Linked DNA regions of Mus musculus: region 2 is linked to region 1. The links are chromatin contacts, called in public Hi-C maps. All regions are on one chromosome and are shown on one strand. The core of a region is the stretch at or near the end of the contact, and the rest is flanking DNA. Distances in the headings are between cores, read along the strand shown.

The links. A called contact is a pair of places that touch in the nucleus more often than the background predicts.
Region 2: a contact with region 1 is called in a Hi-C map of myocytes, with 2.0 times the contacts expected there. The contact joins two enhancer-like sites. A contact is called at or near these places in 5 of 39 promoter capture datasets (embryonic stem cells, hippocampal neurons, liver and 1 more), 3 of 484 Hi-C or Micro-C datasets (adipose-derived mesenchymal stem cells, myocytes and ventral hippocampal neurons) and 1 of 9 other capture datasets (pancreatic islet).

The regions. Positions count from the first base shown.
Region 1 is chr10:86,831,024-86,837,731 of GRCm38.p6, forward strand. It overlaps Nt5dc3 (5'-nucleotidase domain containing 3), which reads left to right. Exons shown (of 14, transcript NM_175331.3): 13 at 677-741; 14 at 2,908-6,708. The coding sequence ends at 3,160. Among named protein-coding and RNA genes, the nearest start is that of Nt5dc3, 55 kb to the left of the region's middle. Within about 2 kb of position 4,413, at least 13 of the 459 cell types and tissues checked have an H3K27ac peak or open chromatin away from gene starts, as enhancers often do. A contact at or near this core is called in myocytes, where this site is marked.
Region 2 is chr10:87,013,763-87,020,501 of GRCm38.p6, forward strand. It overlaps Gm16271 (predicted gene 16271), which reads left to right. Exons shown (of 5, transcript NR_165263.1): 3 at 5,212-5,323. Among named protein-coding and RNA genes, the nearest start is that of Stab2, 9.2 kb to the left of the region's middle. Within about 2 kb of position 2,564, at least 27 of the 459 cell types and tissues checked have an H3K27ac peak or open chromatin away from gene starts, as enhancers often do. A contact at or near this core is called in myocytes, where this site is marked.

The DNA of each region.
Region 1 (6,708 bases), core at 3,163-5,662:
CAGCCTTGGTGGCAGGTGCCTCTGTCTGCTGCACCCTCACTCCAGCCCTATGCTGGCTGTCTTGTTAGGGTTTCTATTTCTTCAACAAAACACCATGACCAAAAAACAAGTTGAGGGGAGGGTTTATTTGGCTTGTGCATCCAAGTCGCTGTTCATTACCCAAAGAAATCAGGACAGGAACTCAAGCAGAGCAGGAACCTGGAGGCAGGAGCTGATGCAGAGGCCACGGAGGGGAGCTGCTTCCTGACTTGCTCCTCATGGCTTACTCAGCCTGCTTTATTATAGAACCCAGGACCACCAGCCCAGGGATGGCTCCACCCACCATGACCTGGGCCCTCCCCCATCCATCACTAATTAAGAAAATGCCTTAGAGCTGGATCTTATGCATTTTCTCAGTCAAGGTTCCCTCTTTTCAGATGACTTTAGTTTGTGTGTCAGGCTGACATAAGAGCAGCCCACGCCTTAGGTTTCCAGTACTGGACAGCTGGATCTTCTCTGTGTGTCAACAAGCCAGGCTTTCACTGGGGAAAGTGGGTACTTCACACAAGTGCCCAACTGTTAGACTTAAGGAGGAGGAAGGATTCCTTCATGAAAAGTTTCCCATTAAATAACTCTTACTGCTAACGAGTGTGTTTGAAAGCAGAGCCCTGGAAACTGTTGGCTTATGTCCCTGCAGGTCCACAGAGACGCCGAGTCACAGCTGGTTTTACAGGAGTGGAAAAAGGAGAGGAAGGAGATGAGGTGAGCCTGTCCTATTTATCACCTGCCGATACCCATCCGGCCCTTGGTGTGTGCTGTGCATCCGAGGAGACTTCAGGAAGCATCCTATTTTAGCTCCAGAGTGTGACCGTGACTTCCCAGTATCCAGGATCAGTTCTCTGCTGATGGTGATGTGTGGTGTTTCTTCAAAGCCAGCTGCGATCTCCATCTGTCCTCTGCCTTTGCCATTGAAAGCCTTTTAAGAGGTGGCTTTTTGGTGTTTTTCCTCCGGCCTGACTAGCAGCCCAATGGTAGCTGGCTGTTGGGACAGTGCTGGAGGCTGTCTCTGAACACACAGGGATCCTCAGGGCTCCTGCAGTCTAGTTATGCTCCCTGCTGTTTCAGGAATGTGCCCCCAGCTTTTCTTGGTGAAGAAAGCCTTTGGCTTGTCAGAATTGTCATCAGTGTGTCCTTAGGGAGACAGTTGCCCACAGGGAGCCTTCCTGTGATGGATACTCACACTGTCTGTGAACCGAATGTGGTTGCTCCCGCCCTGGCATAGCCTGAGATTTAGAAACTGGTTGTTTCTGGGGTTCGGGTCCCTGAATGACGGCAGCCAGAGTTGACAAGGGATGTTGAGGGGTTCTGCGGGGCCGAGCCTGGGTCGAGTCTCTTCCTCAGACCGTTGGGCAGCCCAGGCTTCTTCTGAACTGATTTGTTTTGCTGTAAAAATGTGGAGTGGAGGAGAGTGGGAAAGGGGGTGGTGTGGTTTGACTTCAGGGCCGCTGTCTCTGAAGGCCTGGGCTCTGTCTGCAGTGAATGGGTCACTCACTTCTAGGGACCTAACATGCTCATTGAGGAAGCTTCACCTGACAGAGATTTCCTATTGGCTTCATGTCTCTAACATCGCCACATCTTTTTTTTAATGAGTAGGAGTGCTTTGCTTATGTGCATATGTGCAAGTCTGAATCTCGTGCTTGCCTTATGGCCATGGGGGTCAGAAGAAGACATCAGGCCCCCTGGGTATTATGGACAGTTGTGAGCTGCCACATGGGTGCTGGGAGTTGAACCTGGGTCCACTGTAAGAGGACATCAGATCCCTTGGAACTGGAGTAATAGACAGTTGTGGACTGCCATGTGGCACTTGTAATCACACCCAGGCCCTCTGGAAGAACAAAAAGTGTTCTTAACCACAGAACCACCTATCCAGCCCCTGTAAGCTTTCGTTTCAACGTCTTAAAGAGGTGTTGCAGTGAACATTTAAATACCATTTATGTTGTTTACCTGCAGCGACCTAGCTGGGGTTTTAACAGCTGTGATCGTATTAGTCGTCAGTGACAACAGACAACTGCTATTAGTATGTGACTTTTATGCACCGTGTGCAACAAGTTAAGCGTTTCCCATGTTAGTAAGGAATCTAACACCGTTTAAATGGTATTAATCCATTTTGCTGGAGTAGGCTGTGTGGAGGATGTTGATAGGAATGCACAGAGGTTTAACTGAAGAGGGGAAACACCGTGGCTTTGGTGACTGACTGACTGAAGATGCTGCAGGCTAGGCTAGGAGGGGGCGTGCGAAGCATTTGAAGGTCTGTCCTTGGAGGTGGAGATCAACACAATAATTGTAATTCCTCCAGGAGAGAATGCTTTACAGCATTTTATTTCTGTGCCTTGCTTAGTTCTTGGCACCATGGAGAACTCTTTGTCTCAGTAGCTCTGAAGCAGCTCTGCCCACTCTGATGCGCGTAATTCATGGTGCAACCTTGAAGTAGCATCTTAACTGATACAGAGCCAGGGATGTAAAACAGGCTATTTTGAGAGCTGGCTGGACAGATGGTGTTTTGTGGTTTGTTTATTTGTTTTGTAAGACAGGGTCTCATTGCTTAGCCCAGGCTAGCTTCCTAATCGTCTAACCTCAGCCCTCTGGTGTTAAGGTTACAGGCATGGGCCTCATATCTCTGTAGCCCAGGCTGGCTGCCTGATTTGACCTCAGGGGTGTGTGGGCCCCATACCTGACTTACAGGTTTTTCCTGACTGGTATTAGGTCTGCCCGTGGCTAGTTGGCTGCTTTTTCTTTCCAGTCGGTTTTGTTTTAAAGATATTTTTACTCAAGTTTTGTTTTTTCTTTCAAAAAACAAAAACAAAAACAAAAAAACAAAACCTTTAAAAACTTCTCTCTGTGCTTTCTTTTTCCTTCATGATATTTCAGAGAAATGACCAAAAGTTTCTTCAACGCCCAGTTTGGGAGCTTGTTCCGAACAGACCAGAATCCAACCTACTTCCTGAGGCGGCTGTCGAGGTTCGCTGACATCTACATGGCGTCTCTGAGCTGCCTTCTGAACTACGACGTCCACCACACATTCTACCCCAGGAGGACTCCTCTGCAACATGAGCTCCCTGCATGGTCGGACAGCCCGTCTGCCTTCAAAGCCCCTTTGCTGCAGGAGGCTCAGGCCAAGTAGTCCTGTGTTTGCCTGAGGCAAAAGCCAGAAGCATTCGTGGCCTCACAGAGGGTCAGGCAGCCTCAGAGTTGCTTCCCAGAGTCAGATGCGCCTTTTGTATTTTTTCTATCTTACTATGAATACTGTCCTGTCCAGGTTGAGGCAGGAGCTGGCCGCCTGGGGCCTCCCGGCCCTTCTCCACACAACAGTGTTGAAACCCTGATGAGACCTTGCTTATAGTGGAACCAGCAACGTGGGCCTCTTGATGAGTGAGACCTCTTGATGGCTTCTGACAAGTGAGACCTCTTGATGGCTGCCTGTGTTCCGTAGGTGGAGAGTGGACACTTCTTGATTCTGTGAGACATTTCTTGGTTGTTTACAAGCAGCACTGGGGACCGCAAGGGCGTGGTGATCTGCAGCACACCAGGAAGCAGGTTCCTGAGGGAGCAGCCCTACCTGTGGCCAGTTCCCCCATCTCCTGGTCCTAGGCTTTCAAGGACATTTTCCCATAAAATTCACAGCCTCCTGGAATGACTTTGTTGAGGGAAAACAGGAAGCATTTGTCACAGTGGCTTTGTCTGCCCCAAAGGGGTGATGGGTGGGCTCCCTCCTCCCTAGGAAAAGTGGGAGAAGACAGCCACTCGCACTAAAATTGCCTTTCAGCCAGTGTTTTGGACATTATAGAAGACAAGAAAGACTCAGCCTGTGGCCAGGGCTAGCCTGTGTGTTAGACATCCAGCACAGACAGCTCGCTGTGGGAATGCCACATTTCATGCTGAGAGCCAAGCTGGGGAAATTGCTTCTGTCCTTCCCCCTCTGGAGGGATGAATCCTTGATTACATCTGATTGTAGTAGCTTTGAACACTTTTGCTGCTTAGGCACCACAGGACTGGCTGCTCTGTTATCAACAGTTCTGTTTAATGGCGTTTTCGTTGCAGACGCCACGTTCATTGCAAATGCCACGAAAGTGCTCGTGGCCAGATTAGCCTTGTCACCTGGCCTGACTCATTTTGTGCTCTTGTGGCGCTGCTGCTGCTGCTTCTGCTCCCCCCCCCCCCCCCCGAGTCCCCCCAGGTAGGGTCTTGCTTTGGAGCCTGGGCTGGCCTTGGACTCAATCCTCCGGCCTCAGCCTCCTGCAACTGTGTGTGTGTGCATGCATGCAGAAGTGTAAAGAAAGGCAGGACCATGACGGAGACTTGTGGCGAGCGCTTGCGCTCTGGCATCTTAACCCGCAATGAGTAGATCTTAACCAGCTGTTGAGGGCTGCTCCCTTGGCCGGTTGCTGACTGCCTGGCAATGTGCAGAAGCTAACGGAGCTGTGCAGCATTCACTGTAATGCTGTGTGTTAGCATGGGATCTTTGATGTTGGTAGTGTTTAACATTGTTGTCAAGGTGACCCTTCAGTCTCCCTTCCCCCTTCTTGTGTTCTAAACACGGGGGTTCAGTATTCTGCTCCTTTTTAGAATGAGATGGGCATTTTTCTGTTCCTGTGTTCCCGTTCCCCAGTGTTAGCCATCGGGGGTTTTGGCAGCTGCTCAGTGTCAGGGTCCTAAAAGGATGCATGCTGCCCGGATGCCCTAAGCCCTAACTTGTGCTTGTAGGAGGAATCTTTGGTCGAATTGTCTACTCTTCTGGTGTGGACAGTTTCGAGGGTTTATTTACTCAAGATTGAGGTAGCGATGTTTTCTTATGCCTACAGTAGGCGACCTGAGCCTTGGGGGAGGAAGACATCTCCTGGGTTTGAGAAGTGAATCTTACAGCCTATTCCTGTCTGGAGGATCACAGTCCCGAGGTCTCCAAGCGTGGCAGTACTGGGATCAGCGAGGCTGTCGCACCAGACATGCAAACTGTGATCTGGCTGCATGGCTGGCACGGCATCCCTGCAGGAAGAATGGGGCGTTTTCCCTGTTACTGTCCTCATCTAGTGTAGCCAGGACAAGTTTTAGCTTGTCCCTGGGACTCTTGGCTGGGGTCTGACCTGCTGCGCTGTGGTATTTTCTTCTTTCTAGAGTATTCTAGAGTATTTCTAGAGTATTTTTGTACACGTTGAGGGCAGTACAAGGGGAGGTGGGTCTTTTTTTCACCTTTAAAAAAATCAAATTGTAGGCCGGGTGTGGTGGCGCACGCCTTTAATCCCAGCACTCGGGAGGCAGAGGCAGGCGGATTTCTGAGTTCAAGGCCAGCCTGGTCTACAAAGTGAGTTCCAGGATAGCCAGAGCTATACAGAGAAACCCTGTCTCGGAAAAAAAAAATCAAACTGTAAACCGAACAGTAAAATTATTTTTAATATCTTTAATTTGTAGGGTTTTGTTTTTTTGACATTGCTTAGACTGATTTTCTTAGAATCATGTGAACAACAATTCAGTCTAAGGGCAATCTCTGCCAGTCTGATGTCCAGCAAGGTCATGGTGCCATCAGGGGCCACTGGAGTAGTTTGCACTGCTTGGGGTTTCTCAGTTGGTTTTTCAGGGGAGAGCTGGCTTTAAAAATATCTCAGGTTCTGAGTATTTAAAGCTCTTGATTTTCCTCCTAAGATAGCACACCCTCCCCTCCCCTCCCCTCCCCTCTTCCTTCCCCCTCCCCTGTCCATTCCTCCCCTTCTCTCCTCCTCCCTGTTTCTCTCCTCCTTCCCCCTCCCTTCCTCTCCTCTCCTCCTTTGGCTGTCTACCCATGTCTGTCTCTGTCGTGCTCCCCACTTCACCATTAGTACACCTGCTGCTGATTTGGTCAGATCCCAGACTAAATTATAGGTTGCTTTGAACACATCAGCCCTCTCATTTATTGCAATGAGGGAGAAGTGAAAAGCTCTCGTGCCATCTACCTAATTTAGCTTTGGGTGAACTAAATGGCTTTCCCCTCCCTTCGGCAAGTGCTAAACACTACAGTTCCACTTTATCCAAATGCTCACTTGCTGCCAAAACCCTACTTGGGGGCTCTTGACTAAAATGCTCAAGAGACTACATTTGGCCAGCTGCAGAGCTCCTTGGTGGTTTTCTTCAGCTGCTTAGGGAGCCGATCCATTCTTTCCCTCCTGAGGACCTTCTTTTGTTTGTTAGTTTGGGACAGGGTCTCAGTGTGTAGCTCTGGCTGGTCTAGAAGTTACTATGTTGAGTGGGTTGGCCTCAAACTTATAGAGATCTGCTTGCCTCTGCCCCCACAGTGTGTTGGGATAAGAGGAGCATACCACCCGGCCTGGCATGATTTCCTTTCATTGGGTGGATTTTTTTCTCTCTCCTTTATTTCCTTGTTATTTATTTATTTGTGGTTTTGGCCTTAATATTTGTGAGCTAGGTTCTTGAGTTCAGCTAACATTTTAGACCACGGATTGGTTAAGCAAAGGGAAGGAAGAGGAGGGGGCCCTTTTCTAATAAGGGAACCATTTTCAGCTTTGCAGGCCATTCTGGTTGCCGCTTCTGTAGGAATAGACACACTGTTCCATTGGGATTTGATTCATCAGCACAGGGTGTGGCTTGCTGCCTCAGGCTGGGATGGCAAGATTCTCTGCTTAGAGCCAGTGGAGCAGCCTTCCAGTTTGGATAGTTAGTGTGAGGTCTAAGCCAGCGTGCTGT
Region 2 (6,739 bases), core at 1,314-3,813, 180 kb after region 1:
AAAACCACAGGTTTTCTACTTGACTATTTTTATTATAAAATGGCCTGCTGAAGTATTTGTAGGGATGGAATATATAGTATCAGACAATCTGGGATTAAGAATGGTCTCATCAGCATAGCTAAGCATGGGGAAGTGCTGGTTTCTCAAAGGACATTCAGGTTAGTACAGAGAGTGAAGGAGATGCTATGCTGCCCACAGTAAATGATGAGGGCAGAGTGAGGAAGGGCCTCACTCCAAATCTCTCAATCAAGGACATCGTCGAATGTTGGCCTTATTGCACAGTAAATCTGACAACTGGTCTACCATTCCATTGTTCACTTAACTCTTTTTCTTTTTCTTTTTTAATAAGGTCTTGTTATGTAGCCCTGGAAGACATGGAATTGACTATGGAGCCCAACCTGGCCTCAGATTTGTGGTGATCCTCTTGTGTCAACCTCTCAAGTGCTAGGGTTACAACCTGTGCTATCAGACTCAATTCATTCATCTGGTCTTGTTCAAGGACCCTGAGCTCTTGACACTATACTAAACTCTTACAGATGAGCATAGAGATCAAAAGCTAAAGCTAGGCCCACACCATGCCATGGGGGTGTCTGAGAAAACACCGTTAGACTAGGAGCTCCCATACAAACTTTAGCTCATAATTGTGATAACAATCAACATCCCAAATTCTAACTAGATCTAAACCAGCTTTTGTCTAGGTTTTGCACTCTAAGTGCTTGTGATTGATTGATGTCTGTTTGTAGAGGCTGGTCTTCTCAGTGTACTGACGTGCTCAGCAGGACTGAGAACCACTCACAGTCATTTCCTTCATTCTGCTGGAGACAGGTGCATCCTTTAGTCTTAGACTATCATCTTTCTCCTTTGCCCTCCATTCTCCACATGACCTCAGGGCCAAGTCCGATATACACTCATCAGTTACCAGCTTCCCCTCCCTGACTTGAAGAGAACGAGGACCACTTGAAGCCAGCTCGAAGGAACCTTGTATTATTATCTGATTTCCAAGCACTATTTATGGCCCATTCATTCCCAACAATGGTACAGGCAGTTCCTTGGGACAATAGCAGAGCTGACACACCAGTATGAGGTGGTTGTGATTTTATGAAGCCCTGCGGGTCAGGGACGACAATCCATCAACTGTTTCCTGCTTCTTCATTTATTCACTTGCTTCATTCTTGAAAACAAATCCAACGATGACATACTCCATGTAAGATGCTGTTGTTAAATCCCTGTGTTCTCTTCAGACTTGAAGGTCAGCGAGCTTTCTCTGTAAAGGACCAGAGGGTAAAATCTTTGGCTTTATAGGCCATAAGTGTATCTATCTGGCAGCTACATTATTTTCTTATAGTATGATTAATAACAATGGACAACGTGAAGACAAATGAGTGGGTTGTTACAACTATTTACAACGATTTACAAAGTGTGTGACGGGTAACACCACTTTTCCTTGTGGGTGTTGGTTTGGACAACTCCCGCTTTAGCTAAATTGTGACCATATTTTATCTCACTTTCCTATAAGTTTTATTTTCTTTTTTCCTCTTAAAATCGCATGTCAAAGGCCAGGCATGGAGCCACAGAGCTTTAAAGGCACTTGCAAGGCACAGACAGGCAGATGTCTAGGAGCATGAGGCCAGCCTGGTCTACAAAAAGAGTTCCAGGTCAGCCAGGACTACAGAACGTGACCCTTTCAGAGCAGAAATATGTGGGGTAATCAGATAGGTTCTGTTGATTGATTTTTATCTCCACAAGTACGGTGGTTTATTTCTTACTCAGTAATAATAGTGCTGCTATGAACAACAACAGTAACAATAGCAGGAAGTAACATATCATCTGCCAGTCACTGTTCAAACCACTTTCGGGTGATAACTCACATTCTTGGAATTGTTAGGGGAAAGGACAGTCAGGAGAAGGTTCAGATAACAGGGATGTAAAAATTGTTCCGACTGGTTTTCTAGCATTACATATATTCTGATAAAGGAATAATACCTCCTGTTTGTTGAGCTCGTTTGAGGGACTGGATAATATTGAGGGGGTCTCTGTCATTTTGTTTGCTTGTTTGTTTTGTAACTCAGCTCTCTGGTGGTCCTTTAAGGAAGATGAGGTTAGCAAGTTCATCTTACAGCTGAGGAATTGAAGTTTAATGTCGTTCAGAAAATTCTCCCAGCTAGCATGTTGCAGAGTTGAAGCTGGCTTATGTCTGCAAAGTGGGTGCTCTGTTTGCTATTAATACTCCTTAGTTTGGACAAGGAGAGAATTAACAAAGTCCCACTTGTCTGTAAAGGGGTTATTATTATTGTGCTTATTTTAAAATATGTTCACTAATGGCCCAGAATTCTCAGATAGAGGAACCCAAGAAGCTCAAGTGTCTCGAGCTTTGGCAACCTGATGACGGTCTCCAAACCCAGTGTCGTAGAGGCCTCATTAAATCAGCAGTACAATGGGGCGTGTTGAAACACGGCGCAGCTGTACGGCGGAGGAATGTTGTCTGTGGGATGCAGGCCTTGCCCTTTATTGGGTGGGGCTGAGGTGGCTCTGGGCAGAGGGCACATACTGCCTCCCATCCCTGGAATGTGGCTGGCAGCTGACAGCCACCCTACTTGTCTGGAAGGGGTGGTCTTCACCATAGATTAGGTCTTGAAAGCTGCCTCTTTGCAAGCCTTTTTGTTGTGTGACTCAAAAGAGTCGCTCAGCTGGCACAATTGCTGTCAACAAAGGGAAGTTGTCTTTGAACAGGGACAGGGCAGGGTTCCCTGGGAGGTGTGGAATGTATGTGTGTGCATGTGCGTGTGTGTGTGTGTGTGTGTAAGTGGGTTGTACTGGGTCATGCACACATTTTGAGGAAGTTCCTGCCTCCATGTGTGCACACCTCTTTGTGGACACGTGACCTCTTTCTGGTGAGGCATATGCTGAGCACTCACTCACTAGAAGGGCTTTTTCTCTCAAAGTGCTACAAACATAAGTCAGCTCCCGAACACCTTCTTTCCTAGGTGACATTGATTGTCAGAGAAACAGAGGGAATTTCTATGATCACATTGGAGAAAATCAGAGCCTGAGAGCTGATTCTGTCTCATGTACACAGATATCTTAAGTACTGAAGTCCTGGAGCCTTTGTCTGTTAAATAATGAAGTGGATGGCAATGAATTCCACATTCTGTTTTGGTTTTAAGCTTTATGCTTGCATGTAATTGACCTTTTCATGAAAAAAGAAAACATCTTCCTCTGTCTACCATACAGACATACAGATTAACACTGGCCTCAGGATAGACATAAGAAAGAAACCCAGTTCCTAGTCACAGACCTGCTGCTCTCTCTCTCTCTCTCTCTCTCTCTCTCTCTCTCTCTCTCTCTCTCTCTGTGTGTGTGTGTGTGTGTGTGTGCGCGTGCTGTGACCTCAGGTGCATTTTCCTTCCTTCCATTAACAGTAGCATCATCTTGCTCTGGATAAAGTAGACATCATGAGTAAACACACACTACACTCAGTTAAGTTCTGTATTTTAACAAATATGAAAACAGCAAATACTTTTTAGAAGCTTTTCTCATGTAGTATTTGACCCTCTTCCACTGGACTTAGAGGACTGAGAGGCAGGCTTCGAGTCACCCTGAAGAGAACTCATGCTTAGGAAATGATGTGGAGATGAGCAAGAACACTGAGCTAGGGGGAGGGCCAGCCAGAGAGAGAGAGAGAGAGAGAGAGAGAGAGAGAGAGAGAGAGAGAGAGCCGGCCTGCTCTAGAGAGATGGAGAGGGCCAACCTTTTCTAAAGAGAAGGACAGGTCCAGACTTCTCAAGGTCCTAAGAAAACACGCCCATGTTTCCAGTTAATCGAATCCAATATCCATTTCCCCCTTAAACTATTCTGAGTAATGTCCTTTACCTCTTCCAGATTGACTTCTCCTACTTCTAAAGTCTTCTTTTGCAGATAGGGAAGGATCAAATGTTTGTGGTGCATGCTGGGAACTTTCTTACAACATTCCAGAGGTTCTGTGAACAGGGAGTCAGAGATTTTAGCTGTCCGGACAGGAGAGCTGAGGCCCAGAGACGTGAAGATGTTTGTTCCATTGGGTGGCACAGGTTTTGTGGAGATGAGTTGAGTGAACAGCAGAGGCTTTTGGAATAGAATTTGTACCTTTCCTATAACATGCACCGTTGGAAGAGAGAGGCCAGGTGTTGTAGTAAGTGTATTAAATCTCAATCAGGGATTCCTCCCCTGCTTTTAATCATTCAGTTCTCAGATAAAAGACACACAACCTCTTATCTTTATAATAAGCCTTTAAAGCGCTAGAGCTGCGCAGATATCTACCCTCTAAGCTATTTTGTCTCCTCCCCTGCCAGGAATCCTGAGTTCCAGTTGTTGGGTTACATCTGGGATGCTCTTAACTCCAATTGGCCAGCCCTCATGGCTGCGCTTTCATGATTCATCCACCCTGAGCTCAACCAGGGCCAGTATTCAGCTTTTCAGTACACAGCACAGACCAAACCTCAACAGCCAGGGGAATGGGGAGAGTTAAATAAAGGTCTCCAAGCTAAACACTTTTGATGGTACGAGTGACACTGAAGACACACACCGAACAAAGACTTCAAAAGATGGCTTATCTGTCCTCTGCAGTGGCCCAAATTGAGTTTTTTTCTGTCTTGTGGTTCTTGTAGAAATGACAAAGGTAATCGTCAGAGATGTAAAACAAGACACGTATCTGATAGGTATAAGAATTTCCCCGACCGGAGAGATGGCGCGAGGTTAAGAGCAGTTGCTGCTCTCCCAGAGGTCTTAGGTTGGATTCCCGGCACCCACATGGAGGTTTATACTGTCTGTAAGTCTAGCTCTGGGTGATTCTGACCTCTCTTAGGCACCAGGCATGAATGCAGGGAAAACATTAATGCACATAAGATAATAGTAATAATAAAGCTGAGAGAGAGAGAGAGAGAGAGGGAGAGAGAGAGAGAGAGAGAGAGAGAGAGAGAGAGAGAGAGAGAGAGAGAGAGAGAAAGAGAGGGAGAGAGAGAGAAATCTTAGCTGGGCGGTGGTGGTGCATGCCTTTAATCCCAGCACTTGGGAGCCAGAGGCAGGTGGATTTCTGAGTTCGAGGCCAACAAGAGTTCTGAACAGGCCCCTTTCACTGTTGTGGGGAGTCAAAGGCTCCACAGTGGAGACGAATGGAGTTTCAGGACATCCTGGAAGCAAGCGACATGTTTATTTATCTTTGTTTTTCTGAAACAGGTCATTGGTGTTGGCTGCGGCGGGATGAAGCCATGTCCCGGGGAAGCGAATCGTGAAGCTGAGACGCCCTTCTCTTCCCAGAGCCAGCAGGCTGTTCTCACTGCACTGGAAGGTCAGGTGACTTCTCTGCATGTCCCCTTCGTCATTGCTGTGGCCTGAAGACAGAGCACTGGTCATGCCAACCCAGAGCCAGGGAACAGGAACACCTAGGAAATAAAGTCATTGTCAGGTTCCAGCTACCAGACAGGGCTCTAGCTGCAGTCCAGAGGGGTGTGATTTTGGTTCCTCCAACTACCAAAATGAGAAGAGAAAGAGAACCCAGCAGCCTGAGCCTGAGACAGGTTTTCTGCACCAGTAATTTTTGGGGGGGGGGTGCAGGTTCTCATGTACCCAATTTCATCTCCAGCCCCCTATGTGGCCAGGGAGCTTCTGAAACTCCCACCTCTGTTTCTTAAATGCTGGGATTGCAGGAATGCACCACTATGCCTGGTTTGTGCTGGGGATCTAATTCCCAGAGGTGTGTGTGGGGTGGGGGTGGGGTGGGGGGACTTTATGCAAACTGGGCAAACATTCTATATTCCCAGTCCTGCAGACGAGTTTCAGCAGGGTGGGACACTGCAGGAGGTGAGGGCACAGAACTCAAAATCATGTTCACGCAGCTCCACAGCAAGGGGCACAAAATTAATGAACTGATTCTTTTTTTCATAGCTTAGCTGGGGCTCTGCTAGTTAGGAGCCTCCCAGAGAGAAGCACGTGCTGGCTCATCTTGCCCTTCTGATAGCCAACACTGCACAATAATGAGCTTACGTAAGGCTCACACAGACACACACATAGATGACACACACAGACATAGACACACAAAGACACACATAGATGACACACACACAGACACACAGACATACACAGATACACAGACCTATACACAGACACAGACACAGACACACACACACACACACACACACACACACACACACACTCATGGTCCTTGGAAAGTAAAACATCAGATGTAATGCTTTTAAAAAGTATACATTTAAGTTTATTAGAAGGAAACAAGATATATAAAAGTACAACCTAATGCTCTTTAAAACTGAAAGGATTCCTAGGACCAAAACATTTGAAAAGTACAATTCCAGCCGAAGAGGCAAGGGGAGTGAGAGGGAAGCTCATGACAGGCAAAAGATGTGGCTATGGTCAGTGGAGTCTGAAGTGAAAATCAGATGACCGAGTAAAGACAGATTTCGGGCTGGCTCATGGGAGCAGTAGGTACCTTTATAGGAATTACCATGGATTTATCCTGTGGTAAAGCTTGGTAGTCAGCTTGACACACCTGGGAAGAGGAAGTCTTGACTGAGGAATCCCTGTTATCAGACAGGCCTGGAGGCACATCTGGGAGATGTTTTCTTAATCGATTCAGGAGCGGCATTGAGCAGCTCAAAACTGTCCTCTTCATTCTTCCACTGGTTTGCTTGTGACAGTTGACAAAGCAACCTTTCTGTCTCTTATCTAGAAAATGCACAACTAGTGACTA